2 separate regions of the Oryctolagus cuniculus genome follow, and region 1 is linked to region 2. Evidence: chromatin contacts called from public Micro-C data. All regions are on one chromosome and are shown on one strand. Each heading gives the region's core, a stretch centred on a gene start, on an enhancer-like site or on the middle of the called end of the contact. The rest is flanking DNA. Distances are from core to core; before and after follow the strand shown.

What was found. A called contact is a pair of places that touch in the nucleus more often than the background predicts.
Region 1: a Micro-C map of ear pinna shows a contact between it and region 2, with 3 times the contacts expected there. The contact joins the enhancer-like site here to the promoter of NBL1 in region 2. A contact is called at or near these places in 3 of 6 Hi-C or Micro-C datasets (ear pinna, skin fibroblasts and an unstated tissue).

The regions. Positions count from the first base shown.
Region 1 is chr7:151,214,401-151,220,486 of mOryCun1.1, reverse strand. The region is part of intron 2 of CAPZB (capping actin protein of muscle Z-line subunit beta); the gene reads right to left. Among named protein-coding and RNA genes, the nearest start is that of SLC66A1, 58 kb to the left of the region's middle. Within about 2 kb of position 2,381, at least 2 of the 8 cell types and tissues checked have an H3K27ac peak or open chromatin away from gene starts, as enhancers often do. A contact at or near this core is called in ear pinna, where this site is marked.
Region 2 is chr7:151,004,015-151,010,027 of mOryCun1.1, reverse strand. NBL1 (NBL1, DAN family BMP antagonist) reads left to right here and starts at 1,327. Exons shown (of 4, transcript XM_070079208.1): 1 at 1,327-1,548.

The DNA of each region.
Region 1 (6,086 bases), core at 1,132-3,631, 210 kb before region 2:
CCCACGCTGTGCCTGAGAGGGAGGGCGGAGAGAAGGAAGGAGCTTCAGAACCTGGAGCCTTTCCAATTCCAATCAACTCCATTTTTAAACAAACAAATGAGTGAGCATAAGACCCCTGATCGATCTGTTGTCAGGACTCACATTCCAGTGGTGCCAACGGCCAGATGATCTCAAGTACAACAGCTCTACGCTGGGAAAGCACCAAGACGGGACCAAGCGGCGCTGGGAGCCTGGGCGTCGGCCGCACAGCGCAGAGGGCGGGCCCCAGCCACACCCCACGGCCGAACAGCGGGGCCTGCACTGACAAAGGTCTGCAGCCAGACGCCAGCCGGCCTCAGGCAGCGCTCACGTTAACCACCCTGCAGAGCCAGCCCAGGACTCACCAACGGTGGGCATCTGCTCCACCATGGAAAATGCCTGGAGCGTGACAGAGCCAACCAGCCCTGCACAAGCGCGCCCCTCCAGATCAAGGCCCAGGCTGGGCCGGGGGTGTGCGCTGTGTTCCCAGCAGTCCTGTCTCTTCTGATCCACGGTAACCTGCTCTGGAACGTGCGTGCCGTTGCTGTCACGGGAAGTGTGGGCTACACAGCCGGGCCGCAGGGGTGCGGCGGAGCAGGTGCCCCGAGGTGCATTAGTCCTGACCTGGCGCGCACAGCCACTGTGTGAAGGCTCGGCCAGTTAAACGTGCACCCCAGCACACAGGAAGCGCATCTGGGTGTGCAGACGTCCCAGCCGTCACACAGGACTGCACAGCCTCTCCCAATCCTCCCACCCCACTTTCGGGGCTGAGCCGCACTCCAGCTTCACCAAGACGGCCGCTCTGCAACTGCCCTCCGCTATCTCCTGCCACGCTCCACAGCTGCGCTGTGCTGACTCCGCCCCAGAGGCCGAGATGGGCCCCTGGGCCCCAGCACCCGTCCCCACTCCAGGGTGAGTGGACACTCACCCTGCGGCCGAGGTCGTCCTGCTGAACCAGGATGAAGGCAGTCACCTAGTCCATCCCCACGCTCGCCGGAAGCCCCGCCCCACACCCGCCTCACGTCCAGTGCTCAGACCCGTGGAAGAAACCACATCACGTCTCACGGATCATGGGTTTGCACACAATTTAAATGGAAGGACAGGTCCAAACAAAGCTGAGGCTTCACGGCGGGGCACGTGCGGCACGGGCTCTGCAGCCACCGGCGCAGGAGGGCCTCTGCGGGAAGGAGGGGCAGTGCTTCCCGGCCTTCCTGAGCAATGTTCGGGAAACACCCGAGGGGCAGCCCACGCAGGCTGCTGGGGGCACCGAAACGCAACTCCAGTGAGCTGGAATAAAACAGCCCTGGGGCCTTCTGGGGGGAGATGCAGGGCTCCACCAACCTCTTCACCCCACATGGGAGGAGGCCACTTCCGGTACTGGGTGCAGGCAGCGAGCCGTGGGTCCCACCTGCCTCACCTGCCTCCCGCTTCCGAACAGCTCAAACCCCGCAGCTGGCACCACCCCTCAGCGGGGTGACTCGGGGTGACTGCCAGCGTCCAAGGGCGGACACGTGAGAGGTGAAAACAGAAGAACCGCATGCCTCCCTTGTCCCCAGGGAGCGCGTCCCTGCTATCTACCCAACAGCTGATCACAGGAAAGGAGACACAAATCAGAAGCTTCCGGCCACAGCGAGGGCTGCGTCTGTGCGGCCACATGGTTCCACTTTGCCTCTTCCTCTTCCCCATTAGCTATTAATGCTGAAAAAAAAAATGGCTCAACCAGAAAGAGAAACTTGAGATGAACCCTGAAAAAAAGCACAAAAGCCAGACCAGCTCAGCTGCACGGATAATCTAACCCACGGCGCCCCGTCTCGGAGAAGCGCACCCTGTACCTTGGTTTTTAAAAAATGAACACATTCTGTTTTCTGATCTGCCCCCTGGCTGAGAGCCATCACCAGGGAGATAAGAATCGAAAACAGGCTCCACGCGCCCGGCTGCTCCGATGAGTAATGCTGTGGAATCGTGGTGGGGAGGGCCCCGGCTGGCCCACTTCTCCCCTTACACGGCCCCCCTACCCTCATCACACGGCCCATGTCCCCTGACGCAGCCCACTCCCATCACACGGCCTCCAGCAGCGTCAGGGCGCAGGAGCTCCTGGTGGCCAGCAGAGGGCTCTGTTCACATTTCGTTCCCTCTATTCCCAAAACTAAGTTTTTTTTTAAACAGAAAAGAAAGTGAAGACAGCGTTTCCAGCCGCCATGCTAGCCCCAGAGGCAGTAGCACGCATCCTGGAGAGCAAGCCCCCCCCCCCCCCCCCGCATCAAAGCAGCCCTGAGGCCTTTTCTGCCCCAGTCTCAGGAACCAGGGTTGGGGTGGGGGAGTCCCAGCACCTGCCTCAGAAAACTCCTTCCCTCCAACCAACACCGGGGCCTGCTCCAGGCACTGTGCAAGGTGCCACGGACTCAGCGATGGAGAGGGACTGACAGGAAGCCCTGCTGTGACCAACACGGGAGGCAGACTAGAGACGGGAGGCGGGAGGCGGGAGCCGAGGGGGGCCTGAGTGGCATGGGGTGAACCTGAAGAGGCTACGGGGGGAGGAGGAGCGGGGACGACGAGGTCTGGGAGGGGGCAGGGAGAGGCTCAGGGTGGGCTCCACGCAGCAGCAGCAGCGGGGCCGGGTACGCTGCTGTTCTTAGAAGCGTCACGTACTGATGGCGACAGGAGCACTTTCACCTGTCACGGTTGCACAAGTTCAGGAGCACCGGCAGGAGGAAGCTGCTGCCGCCCTCCCATGTAAGGACGCCGCCCTGGGACCCAGCCCTGCCGAGGCCCCGCTGGACAGACGCCTTGGGCAAGAGGGAGGCAGCTGTCTTAGGGTCACAGTCCCCCGCAGCAGGTTCTGAGGGGCGGGGCCGCTGCGAGGACTGCCCCTCTGAGCGGGCTGTCAGCCACACATCACCCGGGGTGGGGGGGCTAAGCTGGTGGGGGCAGCTGCGGCCTCCTCCAGGATGGCGGCGGCACGAGCACCTCCTGTGAGGCAGGGCCAGGCCGGCCGCACGGCCGCTGGCCGCTGCGGGGAGAGCGCAGCTGGCACCTCTGCTGGGAGGCCTGCCCTGGCCCTCCCACAGCACGGCCCACGCCCACCCCAGCCAGGCTTCAAAGGAGAGATGGGGGGCAGCCACAAAGCCTCCTGTCCCGGGCCCTGGGGGCCTCTCCTGTCGCTGCCCAGCCTCGGCCACTCACAGCCGGAGTTTCTAAAGGAAGGGTCAGGATGGGGCCAAACGCAGGAAAGAGAGCGCCGTACCTGGCCCAGCGTGGGTGCACACGGGGCCTCTGCTGTCCACCTGTCACCTCAAACTCCCCCGAGGGGGACAAGTCAGGCAGGCCTGCAGCATGGCTCTCCTCAGAGGGCACAGAACACCAGCCTTGACGACGCCAGGACTGGCAGGGGGCGCCACCTCGATTCCACCACACTGGCCTGCGGAGCCACCCGCAGAATTCTCAGGCCAGCCTGGTTCTCTGCTCCATGGTGTCCTTGCCGCCCAGCCCCACCTGATACACCCAAATCATCCTGCAGGGCCTCATCCCGCCTTGCCACAGCGCCTTCCGAAAGCCGCCCCAGCAGGGGAAGCTGCTGGTCCACCCTGAGCCCTCCTGCGCACCACGCAGTCGCGGACCCTAGGGATCTGTGGCATGGCTCTCCCCAGGGCGGGGACGAGAGTCTGGACCACCTGTGCCAGCGCCACACCTAAGTGTGTGTGGGGGGACGGTGTTGGCTTACACAAGACTAGGGTTGCGGAGGGTGGACAGCGATGACCCAGGGGGGCATCCGTCAAGGTGCGCACCAGGCCTTGGAGTTGGATGGACAGACTGGAGAGCGGACTGCGCCCTGCTGGGACCCAGGGACCCACAGCTGCAGCTGGGCTCCTCCTAAAGCCGCGCTGCCCAGGAGCAAGAGGACAGCAGGGTGGCAAGGCAGCCACACCCTTGTCCTGGATGTGCCTCAATCCTGTTTACGTACCTGAAACGTTACTGTGTGGGCTGTATTCTACATCACCACAGATCTCTTTTTGAGGAAAAGAAACAAACAGGTAACAACGCATCAGCACGACTCATGTCTAAAAGCACTGCCATTGCAGACAGAGGAGCCCTGCCCGCGTTTAGTGCTGTGCACAGAGCAGCCCGGAGTTCCTGCCCCACGGGCGCTCTCACTCGACCCCAGCAGCCCTGCAGGACGGAGGAGGAGCACCCGTTGTTGCTACTGACAGTGGGGCAAGAGGCACAGGAAGGCAGGAACTGGACTCAGAGGCGGCAGGGCCAGAATCCCACAAAACCTGGGCATTCGCCCCCCACGGCCAAAGCCCGAAGTATGAAGCCAACGTGGCCTCCGCCCGTCTCCTGGCGAGTAACTGGGACTTAAATACTTGAGAAGTCTCAGCTGACGGCCGCAGAGCGGGGACGCAGTAAGAAGGGCTTTGCCCACGAGGTCAGTGTGAACGGAACCTCCTGGGGGCAGGCCTGACGGAGGCAGGGGCTGCAGAATCTCATCACTGGGTACCACGGCCTGGGCCAGGCCTTGTAAACCACACGCATGTCGAATCTTCACCTCTAAATTCCGAGTCCGGGATGAACATCTGAACGGGCTAGCCTGGAAGTCCACCGAGCACACCTCTGAAGGAGGCACCTGCACGTGGAGCCGCAGCCCGGAACCACTGCTCTTCACCACGGATCTGGTGGGTGCAGCCCAGGTAGGCACACAGATGGCGGCAGGGCCTGGGACTCCCAAAATCCCTGTCCTGTTTGGCAGTAAGGGAACACACGTGGGGGAAACATGACAGTAGGAACCACAGAGCCAGGCCCCCACGGGAACATGTGGCACACTTCCAATTCTGAAACCCCACAGATCACCTGAACTCCAAAAGGATGTGACAGTCTCAGGAAGAGGCAAGGGACTTCCAGGGTCAGCAGGTTAAGCCATTACCCACAATGCCAGCATCTCATACGGGTGCCGATTTGAGTCCTGGCTGTTCAGCTTCTGATCCAGCTCCCTGCTAATGTACCTGGGAAAGCAGTGGAGGATGGCCCAAGTGCTAGGGCCCCGGTACCCACATGGGAGACCCGGATGAAGCTCCTAGTTTCCGCCTGGTCCAGCCCTGGCCATTGTGGCCATTTGGGGACTGTACCAGTGTATGGAATCTCTCTCTAACTCTGCCACTCTTTCAAATACATAAATAAATCTAAACTTTTACAGGGGACAAAACAATCCTACTGCCACCTAACCTCACCCCCACCACACAAAAGGCTGGGCAGGACCCAGGCCCTGCTACACCTGGCCCCAGGAATCCCCACAGCCCTGGGAAGTGGAAGGCCCAAGAAGTAGGAGCAGAGGCCCAGCAGCCCAGGGCCACAGAGCCACTGAGTCACCCGCCGGCGTCCTGGCTTTTCCCACTGCAAATTCTCTAAACTATCCAGACCACAAACTTCCAAACAACCCCAACAGCCTCCCAAGATTCCAGTAATACTTGTGCTTCCTTGCAAGTGGAGCAGTCTGTGCGTGTGTGCGTGGCGGGGGGTGTGTGTGCAGGCAGGCTGGCACCAAGGGATGCTCGGAACACGTCGGGTGGCTTTTCCCCCTCTCTCAGCACAAAAGTCGTCTCGGTTCCACGCTGGATTCTTTCCACTGGTGCTGGCTCCCCCGCTTATGCTGACTCATTGAGAAACACCAGGTGGACAGAGGACAAGCGGTGGCTCTTCCTCCTGGAGAAGTGGTCAGCCCGCTCCTGAGTAACTGGGGTGGCTCTCAAAGGGCTGGTTCTCCCAGGGCCCGGGGTGTCTGTGTCTCCATATTCAAACACGTGGCTCGAGATGAAGCCCGCTCGCGGCTAACAGGGACGAAGCACACAGACAGCGTCTCCGCTCCAGAAGCCCCTCAGAGAGAAAGGAGGGTACGGTGTCACCGTGCCACCGGTGCCCTGAACAGGGGGAAGCAGTGGATGCCGGGGGTGGGGTGAGGAGGGGCCCTGGGGACATCTGTGGGCGCCAAGTGCTGCTGAATGTGCAGCAGTGCAGTCCGCACAGGGGCTGCAGGACGCAGGGCCAAGGCGGGTGCTGGGGGAGGCTGCGCCCGG
Region 2 (6,013 bases), core at 78-2,577:
CTGGGCTCCTGACTTTGGCCTGGCCCAGCCCCAGCTGTTGCAGGCATTTGGGGGAATGAACCAGTGGATGGAAGCTCGCTCTCCCCCCCCTCAAATAAATGAAATCAACCAATAGAAAGAAGAGATTGACCTGTGCTACAACGGTGGGGACGGTCATTACCTCACTCAACCTAATGCATTGTGCACCTTGCCTGGTCCCACCGTGAGCCCCGAGCACCGGGCAATAAGCCCCCCGACCCATGCCCTCCGGGAGCCCAGGCCAGATAGGAGAGCGGCACACTTCCGGGGGGCAGGGACCCCTGCTCCAGGACCACTCCAGACTTCCCAACCCGGTGCTTGCAGAGGGGGTTCCTCGGGCGGGAGGGAAGTGCAGGCACAGGGAACAGCGGGTAGGCAACAGCCTGGATGCCTGGCGATGCCGGCTGAGTTGGAGAGGGCCCAGCGGAGGGAGTCACCTGCGGGCCACCAGGAGCCAACCACGGGGCTCAGCAACCTCGTGACACCGGCAGAGCAGGGCTGCGCCCACCAAGCCAGGTGAAACACATGGACACGGCTCAACCGTGCCACGAAAACAATCCCTCCCCCCCAGGTCCCACAGACGGGGCCCACACGGTGTCCCTGAGCTGCCACCGTCACAGGGCAGAGCTGGTGTCTCGCCGGGTTGGGATCACAGCACACACGGCCCCTTCGCTCTTCTGCGAGCCCCGGAGGTGAGTCTGTTTCCTGGCGTTCTGAATAGCATCGTTCCTCCAGGGGCTCCCAGATCCTTCTCTCGTCTTGGCACGGTTAAGCCAGCGCCTGGAGCCCATCGGAAGCCCGGTGACAGACTCCAGCGGAGGCCAGGCGGCCCTGGGGTACAACGGGTCGCGCGCCGGGGAGCGGGCAGGACGGGCGCGCCGCAGGACTCCCCCTCTCCCCCACCGGTAGGCCGCGTTCCCGGCGCCCGGAACTCGGAGGGCCGCAGCTCAGGCCAAGACTGCAGTGCCCAGTGCCCCTTAAAGGACAGCTTGGTCACCACGAGGCCTGGCACGACGCACTCGGGAGAAGCCAGGCGGAGGGAAGACCCAGCGCAGACACACTCGGGAGGGAGCCTCGGCACCGGCCACGGCGCCCCGCTCGCTGCCCTGGCCCGGGGGCGCTCCTCCGCGCCGTCGGACCGCGCCGGAGCCGGGCCGGGGCCACGGCGGCCGCGGGCCCCTCCTGCGCCGCAGCCCGGAGGGAGCGGCCGCGCGCGGGGCCCGCCCGCCCTTTCTCCTCCGCGTCCCTCCCCTCGCTGCCCCCGCCCTCGCTCCCTATTTGGAGCCGAGACTCCCTGACGTCGGAGCCGCTCGGCTCGCAGCTCCCCCGCACCGCGCGCCCGCCCGGGCCGCAGACGGCGCGCAGCGCAGCCCAGCCGAGCCTCGCGGGGCCGCCGCCAGCTCCGCCGGCCGCCTCGCCCAGCCTCCCGGGGGCGCCCGGGCCTGCGACCCCGCGGCCCGCACCAGCTGCGCAGGACCCGGCGGGCGCGCCCGCGCTCCTCCGCCGCCTCCGCCGCCGCTGCCGCGCGCGGTAAGTCCCGCCCGGGCCGGCACGCGGGCGCCCGGCTTCCAGAGGCTTCGGCCGCGCCCCCGGCCGCGAGCTGCGCACCCCCGCGCGTCGGGCGGCCGCGGGCACCGTGCGGAGGCGCCGCCGCCGCCGAGCTCGGGAGCCCAGGGCCCGCCGGGCGCGGGAGCCGGGGACGTGGGCGCGGCGCGGGGGTGGCCGGGGGCAGCGCTGCGCCCGGAGCCCGTCCCCAAACTCGCCTCGGGGTCCGGTTTCTCGGTCGGAGTTCCCGCGGCCCGAGAGGACACGGAGGGAGATGCGGAGCCGGGCGGGCCGCGCGGGCGCCGGGGCAGCGCCCGGGGCTCGGCCGCTGGGCTCGCGCGTCCCCCGGCGCTGCTCGGGCCTCCGGGCTCGTGGACGGCTCGGCCTCGCTCTGCGCCCCTCTCCCCTCCCGCGGTTCCCGTCGCCCCGTTTCCGCCCCTCTTTCTGCGCCCCCCCCACCTCAGTTTTCTGCTCCCCGGGGCTTGTGGCTCTGCCTTTATGTCTCCTCCTCCCCGTCCCCCCGCGCCGCTCCCCCCGTGCGGCTCCCGGGCCCCCGCCCTCCAGTTCAGGCATCCCACGGTGTTGGAGGCGCCCCCACCCCCCCAAGTTGGGTTGCTAGATTGTTTCCTGGGGCCGGGCCAAAGTGCAAAACCCTCTGCCCGCGCCCGGGGCCTGGCCTGGGTCGTCCCCACCTGGAATTGAGTCTGGGGCCGGGAGAGCCCTTTCCGGGGGCTCGTTTTTTTTTTTTTTTTTTTATATGAATTCCACCCCCGCGACGCTGTCTGGACAGCAGGGCCCTGCTGCCGGCCACCTGCCCGCCCGCTCGCAGGGCGGGGCTGCCGCTGAGCCTGCCCCAGCCGCGGTCGAGGGCAGCTGCCTGCCTCGGCGTGGCCAGGGACTTGGCGGACCTCAGAGGTCCAGGCCGCATTTGCAGGCTTTGGGAGACCCTCGCCCAGCTGTGCACCCCCAGCCTGTAAGTGGGGGCGCCCCAGGGGAAGAGGGACCAGGCCCTGGCTGGGTGGGGGTGGAGGAGCCCCTCACCCTTTGTGGCTGTCTAAGCTGTGACCTCCTGAGCCTCCCCCAGGGCTGGGGCTGCTCGGGTGTGGTTTGCCTCAAGAATGGGGGCCAAAGACGAGGGGAGGCCTGAGCGGCCCCTTGTTCACCCACCCCTGCAGGCTGCTGCCTCTTCCCGCTGTCCCTGGGGGCCTGTGTGCTGCAGGCCAAGACAGGGGTGTGGGTGCCCCGTGCTAGCCGGCGATACGGCCTCATGGTTTTACAGGGAAGTTTCAGACTGAATTTGGCTTCTTCCCCTGCTCCGTCCGGCCCGCAGCCCCAAGGCTTGGAGGCTCCTGCGGCGGGCAGGGCTGCGGTGGGGTGTGCGAGGGGCTTCTGCCCAGCAGATGTGCCGGCCGGCCCTGCGGAGCTCGGCAGCTCGTTAGCATGCATCTGTTTCTTCGGAGGCTGTTTTTGGCCTGTGGCAGGAGGGCTGTGGCCCTGGGCTGGGGGCCTGGCACCGCGGTTAGTCACAGCCGGAAGCCGGAGCTGCCTGGCAGAGTGGCATGGGCCTGGCCCTGCGTGTCCGCCCGCTGGACAGTTGCTCATCTCTGTCTGTCCCAGAGCCTTCCCCGGGGCCAGGGGGAAGGCGCCCTGGGGTGAGTGAGCTCGGGTCCTGGAATCGCCACAGCCTTGAGCAACGCTGGAGCCAGACTCTGCCCCGGGCGGATGTGCTGGAATGGACGGTCCCAGGCAGGATGCCAATGCTACAGGTGGCAGACGCGGGGGCTGTGACCATTAGACTGTCCTGTCTCTGGACACACGTCGAGCTCTGCCCAGACCTCATCCTCAGAGCCCGAAGTGGGCTGGCGGGGCTGGGGATCCACAAGCTTGACCCCGCCTTGCCGAGTCCCAGAGGGACCTGCTGTCAGTCACACAGTCGAGAAGTCCCTGTCCTCGTTCCAAGACCTAGAGGGTCACCCCCACCCTGCTGACCTGCAGACCTAGGGCTGCGGCCACAAACGCCACGCCCTCAGCGCCCTGCGGCCACTCAGCCTGGTGCCCGGCTCTGCCTGACCGCTCATGGTGGGTTGTGTGTAGGTGGGGCTGGTCTCCCCGGGACCCTGCCTTCTTGGTGTCCCCCTGCCAGGTTGGAGTTGGCGTGGACCTCCTCTGGGCTCCTGCCCTGGCAAGCCCACGTGCCGGGCAGCACTTAGCAGTTGCTAAAACCCTTTCCCAGCCATCGTCTCTGCTTGGGTTTCCCCTAAATCCAGTGTCATCAGGGCGGGAGGCGGGCTGGGGACCGCCCAGCTCATGGTGGGAGGGAGGAGCGGAGGGGCGTGGCTGAGGGCAGGGAGGGTCTGAGTCCAGGGCTCTTAAACTCGGGACTCGACCCCTGGCGGGCAGCTCTCCGGAGGTCTCAGTGCCGCTTCAGCTGCCCTGGAGGTAGGTGCCCCTGAGGCACTGAAAGGTGCCAAGTGGCTGAACCTGGATTTGAACCCAGGTCTATCATAGATGCAGAGAATGGGGACGAGGTCCTGGCTCTGTGTGTGTGTGTGTGTGTGTGTGTGTGTGTGTTACTGTGTGTTCCCAGGGGCACAGGTGGGTTTGGGTTGCCTGTGTATGTGTGTGCATGTGACGGGGCAGGGTGTCTCCCCTGTACCTTGAAAATCCTGGTGTGGCCCCCAATGTTCAGATTTCCCCAAAAGAGGATGTGGGAAGCGATTGTCCCCTTGTTAGTCAGGATTCCTGGTGGATGGCGGCGGTGCTGCCTGACAACCAGGGTCCAGGAGGGGACCTGTGCAGCCCCTGTCAGCTGGGCCGTTGTGGGGTCCCCTTTCCTGGGGTGCTTCAGCCTCTGAGTTGGCCTCAGTATCCTGTGAGTGGGAGGCGCACGTAATACAGAAGCCAGGGCTGCAGCCGGGGGTCGGACTGGGCATCTCGGGGAGGGTGCTGGTTCTGGTAGGGGGCGGAGGACCCCAAGGCCTGACCCCTGAAGCCTTCCTGGCCTTCCCCCAGGGACCCTCTGGAGCCAGGCCCCCCAGCCAGCCTCCAGGGCAGGTGAGCTGGCTGGCCTGTTGCCTACGTGGGAGATCAGGGCCGGTCGCTTCCTGGGCCTCATGCTCCACGAGCCGGAGGAGATTCCTTCTCCGTGTGAGTGGCAGCTCCGAGGGAGCCACGGAGCCGCCGCGGAGCGAGGCTTGGACTTGGGGGTGGGCGGTGGATGGGAGTGGTAAAAGGGCACCGTGTTCCACCACCCTGTGCCCAGGGACCGGGTGCAGCGTTCGCTGGGCTGCCATGGCCACGAGCTCGGCTACAGGAGCTGAGTGGGGCGTCAGCTCTGCTCCGCAGGGACCCCAGGTCCTGCCCAGGGAGGGCGGGACTCCAGAGCCAGTGGCGCCGTCCACGGGGGCAGCGCAGGCCTCTCCCCAGCGCCACGTGTCACCCCTGGCTTCCCTGGGCGCCTCGCCCTCCACTCCTTGCTTCTTTCTCTTCTTTGACCTTTTTCACCGGCAAGTGTCCCCGTGGCTCCCCGGCCACTGCCCAGGCGCAAGTTCTGGGTTCTCCTGTGGGCTGTGCGTACTCAAAATCTCATCCCTCTGGGGCCTCAGTGTTCTCACCCGTGACGTGGGACAGCAGACAGGATCTGCATTGCTGGGTTGTTGTGAGTTCCGGGGAGAGAGAGAGAGAGAGAGAGAGAGAGAAAGCCAGTCTGGTTCCCGGGAGATGGGGCACTCCCGGCCGGGGCTCCTGTAGCTCCCCCACTGGGACCGCCTTTCCCCTAGCCATCCAGTGTCCAGCCAGAGTTAACCTCCACTCCCCAAGCGCCCCTGATCCCGCCCTCCGGGCTGTGAGCTCTGGAGTGGCAGGGGTAGGGTCTGGGGCCCCTGATCCCTGGCCTGCTCGAAGGCGCTGGGCCGGTGATGTCCACGTGCCGCTGCTGCGGGGCCAGCGAAGGGTGCTGCTGGGCCTGACAGGCGGGGGGCGGCAGAGGGGGCTTGTTGGCGGAGAGGGGGTCTGCAGCTCCCGTCCTTGCCCTGGTGTTCTGGGAGCCCTGGGCAGTCCCGAGGACAGGGAGGAAGAAGAACAAAGAATCTGGGTGAGGCACTAAGGCTCAGGAAGGGAGCAGAAAGGCCACCTGCCGGCGGAGAGCCCACCCGCGGGCAGCGTGGGTTATCAGGGCCGCCGGGCTGGGTGTGTCCTGGTGCGGGAGAGACTCCAGTTCCAGCCCAGCCTTTCCCATGAGCCCCTGGTGGACGAGAGCCGGGCCGGGCTGGCGCCTGCTGGGTACTGGGCGCCGTCACCGACCTCCGGAACCTCTCCCAGGGAGACGCGGGTTCCCTGTTTTCGGGTTGTGGGAGGGAGGTTCTGAGGGATGAGCTTTGCTTCTGGAGGTCTCACCTCTCTGGGGGGAGCCTGGGAAATGTGCAGGAGCCCCCCCGGGGAAGCTCCGTGT